Linked DNA regions of Gossypium hirsutum: region 2 is linked to region 1. The links are chromatin contacts, called in public Hi-C maps. All regions are on one chromosome and are shown on one strand. The core of a region is the stretch at or near the end of the contact, and the rest is flanking DNA. Distances in the headings are between cores, read along the strand shown. Region 1 has its middle 11 kb from the start of LOC107896952. Region 2 holds the start of LOC107896950 (a long non-coding RNA gene).

Evidence for each region. A called contact is a pair of places that touch in the nucleus more often than the background predicts.
Region 2: a Hi-C map of hypocotyl shows a contact between it and region 1, with 3 times the contacts expected there. The contact joins two enhancer-like sites. A contact is called at or near these places in 10 of 34 Hi-C or Micro-C datasets (callus, hypocotyl, leaf and 1 more).

What each region holds. Positions count from the first base shown.
Region 1 is chrA10:74,813,659-74,821,266 of Gossypium_hirsutum_v2.1, forward strand. No RefSeq gene overlaps it. Among protein-coding and RNA genes, the nearest start is that of LOC107896952, 11 kb to the left of the region's middle. Within about 2 kb of position 3,408, at least 8 of the 9 cell types and tissues checked have an H3K27ac peak or open chromatin away from gene starts, as enhancers often do. A contact at or near this core is called in hypocotyl, where this site is marked.
Region 2 is chrA10:75,179,052-75,186,659 of Gossypium_hirsutum_v2.1, forward strand. It overlaps LOC107896950 (a long non-coding RNA gene), which reads left to right and starts at 7,159. Exons shown (of 2, transcript XR_001683964.2): 1 at 7,159-7,608. Within about 2 kb of position 3,845, at least 1 of the 9 cell types and tissues checked has an H3K27ac peak or open chromatin away from gene starts, as enhancers often do. A contact at or near this core is called in hypocotyl, where this site is marked.

The sequences.
Region 1 (7,608 bases), core at 2,158-4,657:
GTAAGAGTAGCGAAAGTGATAACAGTAGAACAAGTATTGACTGTTGGAGTTTGAGAGTACTTTAACCGGGCAAAGAAGAGTTGCAAACAGAGCACCAGCAGCAACGTAATATACCCGGGTAAAGAATGAAGGAAAAAATGCTTCAAGTTCAAGCTTTAAGAGCAGAAATTGGAAGGAAAACAAGAACAGAACTAAAGCAAAGAAAGAAGGAGCATGAAGAATAGTTGAGAGTATTGATGAAAAAAGAATTTTATTTTTTCATACATTCATCATAGGCAGATTGCCATTACATATATCAAAATAAAAAAAAAACTTACAAGTCAAATTTCTACCAAAACATACACCTACTTCCACTAAGCTTTCCAAATAACAAAAACTTAACTTGTACATTAACACAAAGCTGGTTAACAGCTCCATGAACATCAAATTACATCAATCAAAAAGCTTATAGCAAACTAGACTTCAAAATGAACAAAATATTAGTTCAAATCTAACAGCAACACAAAACCAAGGTTGCTGCATGCTTGTCACGAGCTTGCATGGCCAGCTTCCAGCTGCACTTGCTTCATACCAGCTGCATGGAGATCAGCTTCAACATTGACAGCACAGGGATCATCTTACACCCCATGTTGGGTTTTAGCCGATGTTTGGAAGCTTTGATCTGATAGGGGTACTTAGTGATTTTTTTTAAGGGGATTAAGGGCTACATAGATAACTGCTTAGTGCTTACTGCACAATATACTTTTGAGTTCCATTCACCAATCATAAACCACAAAAGTTTGATCCCATTTGTGTTTTTCAACAATATAGCTGCTTAGTGCTTAATGTATCCTATATTTTTGGGTCCCATCCATGAATCATAAACCACAAAATTTCATCCCATTTGTGTTTTTCAACAAAGCTAGTCGACGGGCCTTGATTTCTTTCTCCACTCTTAGGAAAATCATAGTCACTATGGCCGCCGTGATTGACATATGGTAGACATCAATTATTCTAGTGTGGAATTTTTTCTACGGACACTGAATTCCAGGATCAGCACTTAAAATTGTAAAAATTTACGGTGCATCTGCTTTGCTTATTTTTGTTATCAATGATATAAACTTATAGGGATATGGGCCATTTGGAAGAAAAATGAAATGTTGATTTTGCAAGAGAAAGTGAAATCTGCAGTGCTTGGCCCAAGATGGTGTGACTGAGTCAAAGGCACTCAACTTCATTAATCCACATGATCAAGTTTCTTTGTAATGTATATTGATTGCTTTGAATTTATATATTCAGGTATGGCTGATAAGGAATAAGATTGTATTCAAGTTTTTTTAATTTTTTTTACAATTTTTAATATTTTTGAATTTTTATAATTTTATATTTTTTTACTTTTTATAATATTTTAATTAGTTACTGATGTGGCATATAAAATAAAATAAGAACATATCAATAATGAATACATGTTAATCATAATGTAAAATAACTATGTATACATTTGAAAGTCACGTAAGGACTTTTTGTTTTGTATGGTTGAATGTCAAAACAAAAGGAGTAAATGATTTTAGAGAATTCTGTATATTGGGAATATGGATATTCTCTTATTAAATAGTTAACGCCACCAATAGATTGCAACATCGGTATTTGAATGTTATTGTTTTCTTTTCTAGATTAACCTCTTTTTTTTTTTTTGCTCAAATTCTACATTAACCTTCATTCTAAAATTCCAAAATTAAACTTATTAGCAAAAAACCTCTCAGTTTTAAACCACTCAGACTAGTAAAAAAAAGTAAAATTTGACATTAAATACATATATATTATTAACCTCAACTATATTTTACCACATAATAATTAAAACTAATTATTAAGGGGAAATATAACAAATTAGTTTAATTATTAATCTCATCTACATATAAGATTAGTGGTACATAATTCAAAAAAGGAAAAAAATTACATTAATTTGGTATGCGTTTTTCGTATACTCCTTTTTTTATCATGTATTTTTACTTTTGATAAAAATCTCACTTTTCTATACTTTAATAGGTTTGCCTTCTAACCTTAAAATATGTACCAAACAAGCATCTTTTCTGTCTCTACGATGTCAAGCTCTGTCTATGAAATGGATAGGATTGACGAACGTGCTATTGAAGATCGACGCACCAAGAAGGTGAGATTTAAGAAGCAGCAAGCGGGATCTGATGTTGTTGAGGATATGGATATGTCATCTGATCTGAACCTCTTGTGGAAAGATTGACTTTTGGGAAAAGGCTTTTCAAATTTGAAGAAGGTAACTGAATATCTTGGAAAAAGAAGGGGACGATGATTTCAATCTCTCCAACAGGGATATCAAGAAATCTACGGTTAATGGAATTCCTTCAATTGAATTCTCAGATAAGGTTAATCAACTTCTCATCAAGGATTTGTCCACTACGATGGTGATAAAACTCTTGGTCCACTACGATGGTGCTAAAACTCTTGGGGAGGAGTATAGGATATGTGGCTCTACAAAATAGGGTTCATAGTCTCTGGAAGCCTTCCCTGCTGTTCCAGCTGATGGACATTGAGAATGGGTACTATTTGGCAAATTTTCAGGATGAAAAGGATTTCGACAAAGTGATTTCTCAAGGGCCATGGGTCATTTATGACCAATACTTGGCTACGTAACCTTGGACTATAGACTTCAATCCTGCACAACCTTACCCTAACGTTGTAATGACTTGTGTCAAATCACCAGGCCTCCTAGGGCATTTGTACATGAAAAAAGTTCTATGGAGATAGGAGAAATGGTAGGGAGAGTCGCTAAATTGGATTTTAATATGGATAAAGGTTCGAGGGGTCGTTTTGCCTGTATGGTGGTATATGTTCATTTGGATAAACCTTTAGTTTCACATGTGTTGATAAATGGTAATCTCCAAAACATTGAGTATGAATCCTTACTGATGGTTTGCTTCACTTGTGGCCGGTATGGACAACTGAAGGAGTCATGCACCATAGTAGGGAATTTAGTTTCACCGAAAAATCAAATGCCATCGTCTGATATGGTTATGACGGAGGTTGGCGTGTCAATAAGAATAGCGGTTTACGGGCCTTGGATGGTTGTTGAGAAGAAATCCAGGCGAAAATCAAGTAATTTGCAAAATTCAAGAATGGTTAATCAGGAGAACAAGGCTATGGGATCCCGATTTATGGCTTTGATTTCGACTGATAAGAAAAAAGGGGATTTCAGTCAAGAGATTAAGAAATCTAAGGAGGCCTGAAATAAAGGAAAAGAACCTATGGGTAGGGATTCCTTAGGGTTTTAGGCAAAATCTAACAGACAAGTTTTTGGATAAATTTGGGGGGTAATGAAAAGACAGTTCAGGTGGGCCAACGAAGGAATGTTGGATTGGTGGGCCTGAGTGGGGGATCTTATGAGGTGGGTAGTAGTATGGTAACAAAGGAAGCTGGTAGCTCATCAAAGGGCCCAAGTAGGCAATCAGTGGACAGGTCTAGGGGGGACCAAGGAGAGTTAATTGTGCCAGCAGGCCAAAATTCGGTGACCCAAACTCTATTGGGTTAAAAAGAAAGAACGAATGGTTTTAGGCTTTGATTAACATAATCCCATAAAAATTCGGCTGATATTGATGGTACAAACATAGTTGAAGACAACACTACTGGAATTATTTCCCACTTTAATCCAATGTTCGAAGGGTTGGTGAAGGTTGGTATTTCAATGAGCAAAGGTGGTTTAGATCCTAACAAACATTTGGCATTAATTTTTAAAGAAAATTTACAATCGAATAACAAAAGTGTAACCATTAGTGGGAGTCTTACTAATGGTGAAAAAGACGACTTGAGTTTCAAAGGGAGAGGTGCGGGTGGAAAATTTAATTTTGTTAGAGAGGGAAGAAACTTAACAAATCTCTAGGTAGCCGTGGGAGTCAGTTTAAGATGTCAGGAAGTTCTCGAGTTCCTTTATCTGACTCAATGAACTTTATGGTTGAGCTTATTGCTTCTCAATTGGCAATTGAAGGTAGGGATAGTGGCTCCAAGAAAGTAGAGAATAGCTTGGCAGATTCTACAGTAATTGGTAGTTAAGGTTGGTATTCTCCTATTTTGTGTTTTTATTATGAACTTATCTTTTTTTCTGGGAATTGTCAAGGGTGTGCTAGTGTTAATTTCCTCGTATTTTCATGAGTATAACATAGAGTATAAACCAGATATTGTTGGCCTTCTTGAACCGAGAGTGAGTGGAGACAACACAGACTCTATTACTACTAAGTTGGGTTTCTAGTGTTCCGACCGGGTGGAAGCGATTGGATATTCTGGGGGTATTTGGATAGGTTGGAAGGACTCGATTCAAGTGGATGTGGCTTGAAATCACCCTCAATTTATTTTAGTACGGGTATCATGTGGTATCCCTTCAAAGTTTATTTTTTATTTCATTTGTTTATGGCAGTCTTGATAAACAGAAACGCAAATTTCTTTAGGAGGCTTTGAAATCTTTAATTCCATCCAAATCAGATCCTTGGGTGGCTATTGGAAATTTCAATGTTATTTTATCCATAAATGAAAAGAAAGGTGGGCGTTCTAGTAGGAGGATATGTCCTTTTTTCAGAGAATCTGTTGATTCGGCTGAGTTGCATGATTTGGGTTTCAAGGGTTCTTCTTTCACTTAGCAGAAAAGTGGTATTCTTGAAAGGTTAGATCGAGCCATTGGTAATGATACTTGGTTGAAACCATTTCCCAACAGTATGGTTACTCATCTTCTGTGAATTAACTCTGATCATAAACCTCTCCTTTCGTTAAATCCAGAATTCACCATGTCTAAAGAAGGCCTTTGAGGTTCTTAGCTAGGTGGGTTGAACATCCAAATTTTGTGGCTTTTGTTCAAAGCAAGTAGTGTTTCAATGGGAGTATGTCATATTCTTTATCCAATTTTACTTATGGCGTCAAAGATTGGAATAAATCGGTATACAGGCACTTTAAGACTCATAAAAAACAGTTGATTAATAAGTTGGCGGATATTCAAAGGGCAATGGAATTTTCTAGCTTGGATCACTTATTTTAGTTGGAAATACATATACGGGAAAAGATTGGAGACAGTTCTTCATCATGAGGAACTTTTATGGAAGCAAAAAGCTAGATGTGATTAGCTTAAGTTTGGGGATCAGAATACTAAGTTTTTTCACAAACGTAGGCTTAGAGGAGGAAGTGCAACAAAATCACTACTTTGCGTAATCTTGATGGTTATTGGATATTTGATCCATAAATACTAAAATTTGAAGTAGTTGATTTCTTTCAAAAATTATATGGGGATGTTTCGAAGCTTATTAGTGATCTACCTACAAATTCTTCTCCTCAGCTTGTTGTCTCTAATATTGAGTTTTTGGGTAGAGAGTTCTCCAATGAGGAAATAAAAAAGACACTTTTTGATATGGCCCATTTGAAGGCCCCAGGTAGTGACAGGTTCATGCTTTCTTTTTTTAGAATCAATGGGAGGTAGTTGGTGCTAATATTTGTGCTTGGGTCAAAAAGATTTTTGCTGGAGAAGTTAGTAATCTAGAGTTGAATAATACTTTGATTGTGCTTATTCCCAAGGTAGCTAGCCTTGAGAGTTTCACTCAATTTTGGCCTATTAGTTTGCGCTCTATTTTTTACAAGTTGGCTATGGAGGTAATCACTAACCGTTTTAACCTTATTTTTCCTAAGATCATAGCTCAAGAGCAAGCTGATTTCATTATGATGATGAGCTTCAAAGATAATGTTATCATAGCACAGGAAGCAACTCATTCCATGAAAGGTAAATAGAACAGGAAAAAGTGGATGGCAGTGAAAATTAACTTTTAGAAAGCATATGACAGAGTGCGACGGGAATTTATTGACATCTCTCTCCAAGCAGCTGGTATTCTGGACTTCCTCAAGAATGTAATAATGTTTGCTATTTCTAATTCTACCATGTGAGTATTGTGGAATGGTATTGCGACACAAAAATTCAGGCCAACTAAAGGGATTCGACAAGGTTGCCCTTTTGTTTTCTTACCTCTTTGTTTTGTGTATAGAATGGCTTTGCCATAACCTCCACTCTGCTATATATGACGGTAAGCAGTATCTATCCAATTATCCCAGCCTGGCCCAATCATATCTCATTTATTCTTTGCCGATGATTTGGTTATTTTTAGCAAAGTGGACATGCAACAAGCTTGACTCCTTAAGGATACTCTTGAGTGTTTCTGTGCTTTCTCTAGGCATAGGATCAACACTCGGAAAACAAATATCTTCTTTTCCAATACAATTGTTAATGAGCCGGGGAAACATATTCTTGGGTTTCAAATAGTGGATAATCTTGGACACTATTTAAGTGTGCCTTTATTCCATGGGAGAGTTACTAATAGTACCTTGAGAATTGTAGTGGAGAAGGTTCGTAGCAAGTTACAAAGTTGGGAGGCCAAACAACTTTCGTTAGCTGGAAGAGCTATTTTGGTACAAGCAGTCTTCTTATCGATTCCTACCTATTTCATGCAATCCATAATGATTCCCAAAGGTATCTATAAAGAGATGGAGCGTATGGCTAGGCAATTCATTTGGGAGGCCTCAAATGGTACGAAAAAACTAACTCTTGTAGGTTGGGATTTGGTCTGTCAACCTAGGTGTTGAGGTGGTCTTTTCTTTAGACAATTGCGTGACCATAATACATCATTTTCGTTGAAACGTGGATTCAACATAGCTTCAAAGGAATGCTTTGTGGGTTAATGTTCTTCGATCTAAATATAACATGAAACAGAGACTATTGGAAAGTATTACTTGAGGCAGGTGTTCCTTTCTTTGGAAGGTCCTTTCCAAGATCTGGCCTTTGTTTCGTGGTAACCTAGCTTAGTCTATAGGAAATGGCAACAATATTCGGTGTTAGATAGACTCTTGGATCCCATAAGTAGGCCCTTTATCTACACAAATTCCTTCTTAAGCAAACCTTTTTCTAGATTGCTTCCTTAGTGAATTGGTAATGGACGAAGGTATGTGGAATCTTGATCTTTTTTGGGTTTGGGTATCGAAAGACGTGATAAGATGTATTGTGAGTATTCCCCCACCTCATCCTATAACGGGATCGAAAAAATTATGTGGACAAGAACTTCAAACAAAACTTTATCTATTAAAAGCGCATACTGGTTATTATGAAAGCGTACTTGGTCTTCCAAAGATGCAATATGGAAATTCGCATGGAAGTTTCAAGGTCCGCAAAGGGTGAGATTTTTCATTTGGTTAGTACTCAAACAACGATTACTTACCAATGGAGAACGAGTTAAGGAAGGAATTGGAAATGATAGCTCTTTGTTCGTTTTGTGGACATGCACGAAATATATTTTACACGTGTTTAGAGACTGTCAAGCTGCCAAGGAAGATTGGTTGTAGGTTATTCCCAATAATCATCGAAATAGATTTTTCTCAGTTAATCTAATTTACATAGTAACTCGAAGACGTTTTTAGAAAGGATTCCTTGGCCTTGTCTTTTTGGTTTGTTGGCATGGTGTATTTGGAAGAACAAGAGTCTTCTCACTTTTCAAGGTATTTCTTAGAGCCTGATTAAGATTGTCAAAGTTTCCTATAGTTAGGCAAAGCAATACATTTCATTTCAGAAGAGCACTCAGA
Region 2 (7,608 bases), core at 2,595-5,094, 370 kb after region 1:
ATCGGGAGTACTTTGGTAATTTTACAAGTCGAGGGCATTTCAGTAATTGGTAAACTAAAATATTCTAAACATGGATAACAATACGAATGGGCCTAAAGCCTATTCTCGGCCCAAATGGGCCCACACGCTCGTGTGGCCCTTTTAGCCCAAACCTAGCCACAGATATTCGATTCACCTAGCCTAGTCCAATATTTACTACACAATCAAACAACTTATCCAATTGGGCCCGTCGGCCCATTGGGCCCACATGGCCCCTTTCGACCCGAAGTAGCCATCCAACAACAAGAGTAGTGATAAATACACACCTGATTGGAGACTGGAGTTAATCCACGCTCCAGGCACTCTTAGCCGATGCCCAACCCAAACGAGCACGCCATAAAGCGAAAGGGATCAGCCAAGAAAGGTACCTTTACTCTCCTCATGGTTCTCTCTATTTAAAGCCAGCTTCTCATCCACTCTTATGTTAGCTTCCCGATGTGGGATCCCTCCAACATCAGAGTTTAAATTCAACACCAACTCTTGCCGCCCCCTGTTAGCAAAATCAATGCTCTTTGCTTGCTATGGGATTCGAACCCATGCCTCCCCTCAAATGCTCCACACGCCACTTACCACTAAGCCATAAGGTTTTTTGTGTCACAATTTCTCCAACAATATTCTTAAGGCCTACCTACTACACCCAGGGTTTGATTCACCTTAAACCAAATTTTTTGCTAGAGTCCAGGTTTAAACCCAGGACTTCTCCAACACTTCTCAACACACTTAACCACTAAAACAAGCCTTCATTAACGAAATTTGCATGCACAACAGAATATTATAAGCTGCCTTCAACCGCTCCCATGCTCAAGGCCCAAAACTTCTAGGCCCAAATTCAGGGTGTTACAGAAAAATACTACAATAAAAATTCACAAGTTATCATATCTATTTTAATAATCATTAAATGGAGTTAACTTGTATGTTAACGTAAGCAAAGTTAATATTTGTTAATTTTATTGATACATTTGGATGTAAATTTATTTTCATGGTTGTTTTTGTGGTTGATTTCGACCTACATGATACTACATTCGTTGTTAGAGCAATTACGATAGAATAGAACACAATTTAACCATCTATGTATACTAGTAAGTCTATTACACATTCATAACATGTTATATAATTATTTTTGGATCTTATATGAGCTTCCAAAAACTCTTTATATATGCACATCATACTAACATAAAACCATTTGTCTTATTTGTCACGTCAATAAATAATTTATAATTTATAATAACAATTAACATTAAAAAATATAAGAAATTCATAATAATTCAAAAAATTAAAATGAAGTACATGTGAATTGTCATGCAATTTGCAGTGTTTAAAAATTAACACTTTAATTAGTATTCTCGTTAAAAAATCATTTTGATTTTTTTCAATGGTTGAGGGCTATATTTAGAATGAAGTACACGTAAATTTGACATTATTTCTTATATTTCTATATTTTATGGAGATATAAATTCAAATTCATTAATTAAGTTCATTTACTTAATTTAATTATGCTAATATTCTTTTAATCTAATGGCAAGAACATTATATTAAAATCATGGGAGCTTAATCAATTATAAGAAAAAATATTTAAATTAATATTATTTTAATAATTTTGATTTGACATATGTTTTAAATAGTACATTTCATTACACCCTTAAGATTAGCTTCTCATAATCTCACATGATGTTTCACATGTTATTGTTTCACATGTTATTCAAGTTTCCACAATCAATATCAATTATCAAATAGTATGTTTACCATATTCATAGTTATAACACATCATTTCTATATTATGTAACATGCCATACTTGTATTATAACCCCTATTAATTGAATACGATCTCAATTTCGAATTAATTCTCCATCGCACTAATATAAAATACACTCAGTGCTCATCAGTATGTTCTCACGGGCACCAAGAACTACCAAAGCAATATACCTCTGATGCTATATATACATGCTCATCGGTACATCTGAAATAATAATAATATGTTTGTTGTTGAAGGTGGAGGCCAGAGTAGAGAAAATGATAGCAGTAGGACTAATATCAAATGCACCGCTGATTTCTTGTAGAGCATCTTTGGTTCCTCAAAATCTGATTTTGTGCTGATGCCAATGGCTGCTTCATCCGACTTTATTTATTTTGGAGGAGAAACAAGACTTTGGAAGTCAATAAAACATATTATTATTATTTTTACTATTAACAATTCCTCGTTGAAAACTCATTGATTTTATTATAATAAGCTTATTATTACTTAATAATAGTTATTGCACGATACATTTCACTACACGGATTTAAATTTTGTAAATAATATTGATATAAGATACAATAATAAAAACGAATCTTAAAATAAGTATCGAAAAATAAAATAAAAATAAAAAATTTAAACATGATCGATTCTACAAATCTATGCACTTATACATCATAATAATCCTTAATATTCTTTTCAAATTTGAGGAAAAATACAAAATACAAAAGAAAAAAGAAAAAAAACAAAACCGCGTTTTCTCTTGGTCACTCGTTTTCTTCCCATGCTCATCAATTTTAAATGTTCTTATTTATTTCCATCACTATTTTCTACCAACCTTACCTAAGTTTTATTACCGGGGTAATCCATATTTTTGGAACCTTTTCACATATATAGTTTACTTTTAGTTAAATTACACCCACATAAGATTATATTTTCATCATTCATTTTCAACAAAATTATAACATTATCACTAAATTATTTAAAAATTTTCATTTAAGTCACTAAATTGTTCCTGATTTGTGAACTATTGAATCAAATAAAAAATTCGTTTATAAAATCACATAAAATCAAAGTTCATATATGACATTATATAATGAATCAAAATTCATATATAATTTTGATATTTATCTCAAAATAAAATTATATTTATATTAAAATTTTAATTATATTTATATTTTATCAATAAATAAAACGAAGCTACTTAAATTCCAAGATTGAAATTTAAAAATTAGTTGAACAAGTTTTTAATGGTAAATTGTTTTGATTGATTTCATTCTCTTGGTGGTAATGTAACACCAACAATTCAATCCATGTTTTCAATGGCAACTTAAGATATTTTTTATTGAAATAACTATAAATTTAATTGAAATAATATTTCAACTTACATCCTTTTTATTTAATAAAATATAATTAATAACTTTTCGTTATAGGCTACTTAAGTTATCTCACCAATTGGACTTGATAAACAATATAATTGTCCCTTAAATCAATTGTTAATTTTAATTTCTCAAAATATGAAGTATTATGATAACCTATTAGTATAAGTTGTATTATCACATCATAATTCATCCCCATGATCCAACTTTGTATTAGTTAAATATTAAGTAATCTATGAGCCAATAATTGCTTAGTTTTTTCTCGCTTTCTGTGGAAAATGATGAGGATGAAATACGAAAGATAATAATTTAACTATACAATTTTATTAATCTATCTGTTCGAAAAATTATAAGCATTTATAACAGAATAACTACATTAAGGGCTCCAACTCACGACAGTCCAAATGTAATGGCTTCATACTCGAATTTTGAAAATAGTTTAGAAAGTTTTATATGAGGTATTGATAATGTTAGAATAATATATGAAAGTCATAAAATGTCTCAGATGTTTGAATGTGACATCTCTTACTCATATTTATTATCGAATCGAATAAGAAATGTCACACAACTAGCATAGAGGGTTTCGAGATCAATATTCCTTCCATCTCTTAAGCAAATCAACGATATGATCATTTATTTCATCAAGTGTCTAACTTTAAATGAAGCATCGCTTTTGACATACGTCATCTTGTTTGATATCTATACACCTATATATAAAAGGAAGGTCCAAAGAACTTTCCTCCTGACATGTGGCACACAACCATATGTTTCGTTTGTTTTTTTTAATATAATTAAATTTGATATTTAATCTATATATTTTATGTTATTAATTAGCCCAGTTGACACGTTTTTTTTTTGGGATTTGCCTTTTGTGTTTTTATGTTATAAGATAATGGTCAAAATTTAAATTTAACTCCTATATAATGGTAAAATTGTAAGATTTAACTTATACACTTTAATTTATATTTAATTTGATTCATCTACTTTTACAATTTGATTGAATATTATTTTTATTGTTACATGACTACAAAGTAATTTTTTATTTTATTTTAAAATGTCATACTAGTGAGTTTAGTAGAAAATTTTAACAGTGTTGACTATTACTCCTAAATTTTTAAATATTAAAAATATTTATAAGTTTTTAATCTAATAATATCCATATTGGATATTTTTATATTTTATATTTTTTATATAATTATTTTAAAATTTTAAAATTCTAATAACTTAATTTTTCTTAAAACAATTACAATTGTTAACATTTTGAATTGGTGGATTCTAAAATGCTAATCTTTTTTTTATAGAATGAATAGAATTACCATTAATCCTTCTGCAACTTTTAAATATGAGAAAAAAGCATACTTTAGCATGTTGACAAAAATAACAATGCCAACTAAATTAAGACTCAGTCCACAAACTACTAACAATTTTAAAATCTTTAAATTTAAAAATATACTTCTTCCAAATAATCACATAGCATCACTTCCTTAACATCTCATTAAAAATATTATAAAAAAAACGTTTTGTGTTATAATCTAAAATGCTTTTTAAAGAAAAAAATCAATCAAGTCTTTGGACTTAATTTAAAATTAATTGAGTTTTTATTGTTAATCTAAAAATTCAATTGAGTTCATCTGTTCATGGTTTTGATGATTAAAATCAGCTGACAAACAAGTGAGAACTCTAGATTTAATCTTTTATATGTATCATAAAAATTTAAAAAAAATAGAAATATAAAACTTATAATAAAATTATAAAAATATCAAAAACGTATTTTTTTTTTTACCAATTGAGCTTTCAATTATAGGACCGAATAGTTGACGAATTAGCGAAAATACCTTCAAAGCTCGAAAACTGAAAAACATTGGTAAACCCCCCCACCCCCCCCCCCCAAAAAAAAATTTTTTATACCATATTATTTTAACTAAACAAGTTGAAAATTTTCATTATATTTGAAGGTTTTTTTTTTTTTAAATCTGAAAAATTTGAAAATTCGTTTCCAAGTCTCTGTTTTCCTTTTTCCTATGAAATGAGAACTGGTTCTCCACACATATATTATGAATCTATAATATGATTTGATCAGTCCCACGTCTTAAGCCTGAACCATTTCAAATTACATAATATGTGTTGATTAAATTTAAACGGAAGCGTCTGAAGTGAGAAGTGAGAATTTTACTCCATATGTTGTATAATTGAGTCTAGTAATTGCCAAATGCTTAAAAAAAGAAGATTTAATAGTTGTTTCAATTAACTAAAAGAAAAAAGAAGAATTAATTAAATTAAGCAATTGTCTTGCTGCTTGGGTTTCTGTTTGTCTACTAGATGTGCAAGTTTGGTCATGTACTTGGTACATGTTTAGTGTCGAAACCATTTGTTATTTGAAAGAAAAAAACAGAAATCGACTTTTAACCAACATGTGGAGTCGTCACCAATCTCTTTGTTTAGGTGTGATTGGGTCACCTACTAAAACGTTTTGTTCCACTTAAAACAATTTTGGTTCACGTAAAATTAAAAAATGGGTTCGGGAGTTGGTTACGCATGAGGAAGGGTTAGCACCCTTATTACGCCCAGAAACTATTACCAAATTGATTCAATGCTATCCTTATATCAAAGATTTTAAAAAGGATCTTTCGAAGTATGGTTCTTTTTAAAATGTTTGAGTAGTTCAAGTTGGTCGTTAAAATTCTCTCGTTTCAAAGATATGCAGCGTCATATCAAGCACGATTGGACACGATCCTTCATACCTTCCAAAATACGATTGATTTTTGACTTTCAAAAGCTCATACGCTAAAATTATAAAAGGATATCCAAATATTTAGTCCAACGAAAAAATCATACCCAGCACGGTAGTGCACGATTTCCCGAATTCCCAAATATTGGATATTGCCTTATTTCAGAATTTTTGACTGATAAGAAAAATTGGAAATTAGTTCAAAACACATTTATTTGTTTTAAAATAAGATGAAATACTTAATGTATTGTAACGAAACATTCGTATAGAAAATGATTAATAAACATGAGATAATATGCACACATAAAGTACAATAAACCACAATTAATAAATCCAACAATTAAATACAACTATTCTATGTAAAATGTAACCAAATTCTTAATCATGGATGGAGAACAATTGATATAACAAATAAAACAATGAATAAACAATATACAACAACAACAAATATGGCACAATATAAAACAATCCCCAAAACATGTACAAAATAAAATGGAAATTAGAAGTCAATGTGGTATAAGACATTTTCAAAATAATGATGAATTAATGAACACATAATATACATAATATATAAGTTGACAAATTTGCATAAAAACTAGGGATATATAATTATTGAAATAAATATTATAGAATAAAATGTTTGAATCAAATAAAATGCAAAATATTTTAAACATAAATTTATTTAAAAATTGACAATATACACGATAACTTAAATAATATATAAAATATGAAAGAATAATAAAAATACATGATAAGATATAATACACATAATAGATTCACAAAACATGCATATATAGATATATTTAGGAATAATTATTTGTAAAAATAGCGTGAAATTAATAATGCATATAAAATTAAGTTAGTCTATAAATTGTATACATACCATTATACATAAAAACATTTAAATGAGATACTATATAAAATATTAGAATAACATAATATAAAGAAGAATTCTAAAATAATAATTTTATAAATACAAAAATGAAATTCCTAAATAATTTTACATATACATAAAAAACATTAGATGAATCTTAAAACAACGAATATTTTAAATAAAAATTCCATTAAAATAATATATGTACAAATATACACAAATAATATTTAAACAAAACTCTATGTAAATAGTTAAAATAATATAATATAGATACAAATCTCAAGAAAATGATTTTATAAAATAAGGTATTAAAATAATTTGACACACATATAAAAAACTAAATGGATTTTCAAAATTCATAATGAGTAGAAGATTCAATAATATAAGTATGAGTATATAAGAAATTTGAATCAATTACTATGTCAAATGTTAAAATTTTGTGATATGAAAAAAACTTTGATATAATCATACAAAATAAAAAAAATCAACACATAAATAAAAGTGTTAAATGAATTTTAAAATAATAAGTCATACAAATACAAACTTAATTAAAATTGAATTAAAATAAAGGGGAAATTTAAGTCACTTGAAATTAAAAAGGACCAGCATGCCACGCATGTGAATACTTAGGGATCAAATCTGGCAATATTCTCGATCCCAAAACGCAGCACTTAGGTGTGGATTAAACTGACTTCACTCGCAAATTACAGGGATAAATTAAACACAAAGGAAAAAAAAACAAATAAAACCCAATTAAACTATAACGCAAAATAAAAGGACTTAAGGTGAAAATATCCCTCCCAGACCTAACACGCGGATCTTGGCCATGCGTGGGTCGGGTCATCGGGTGATAGCC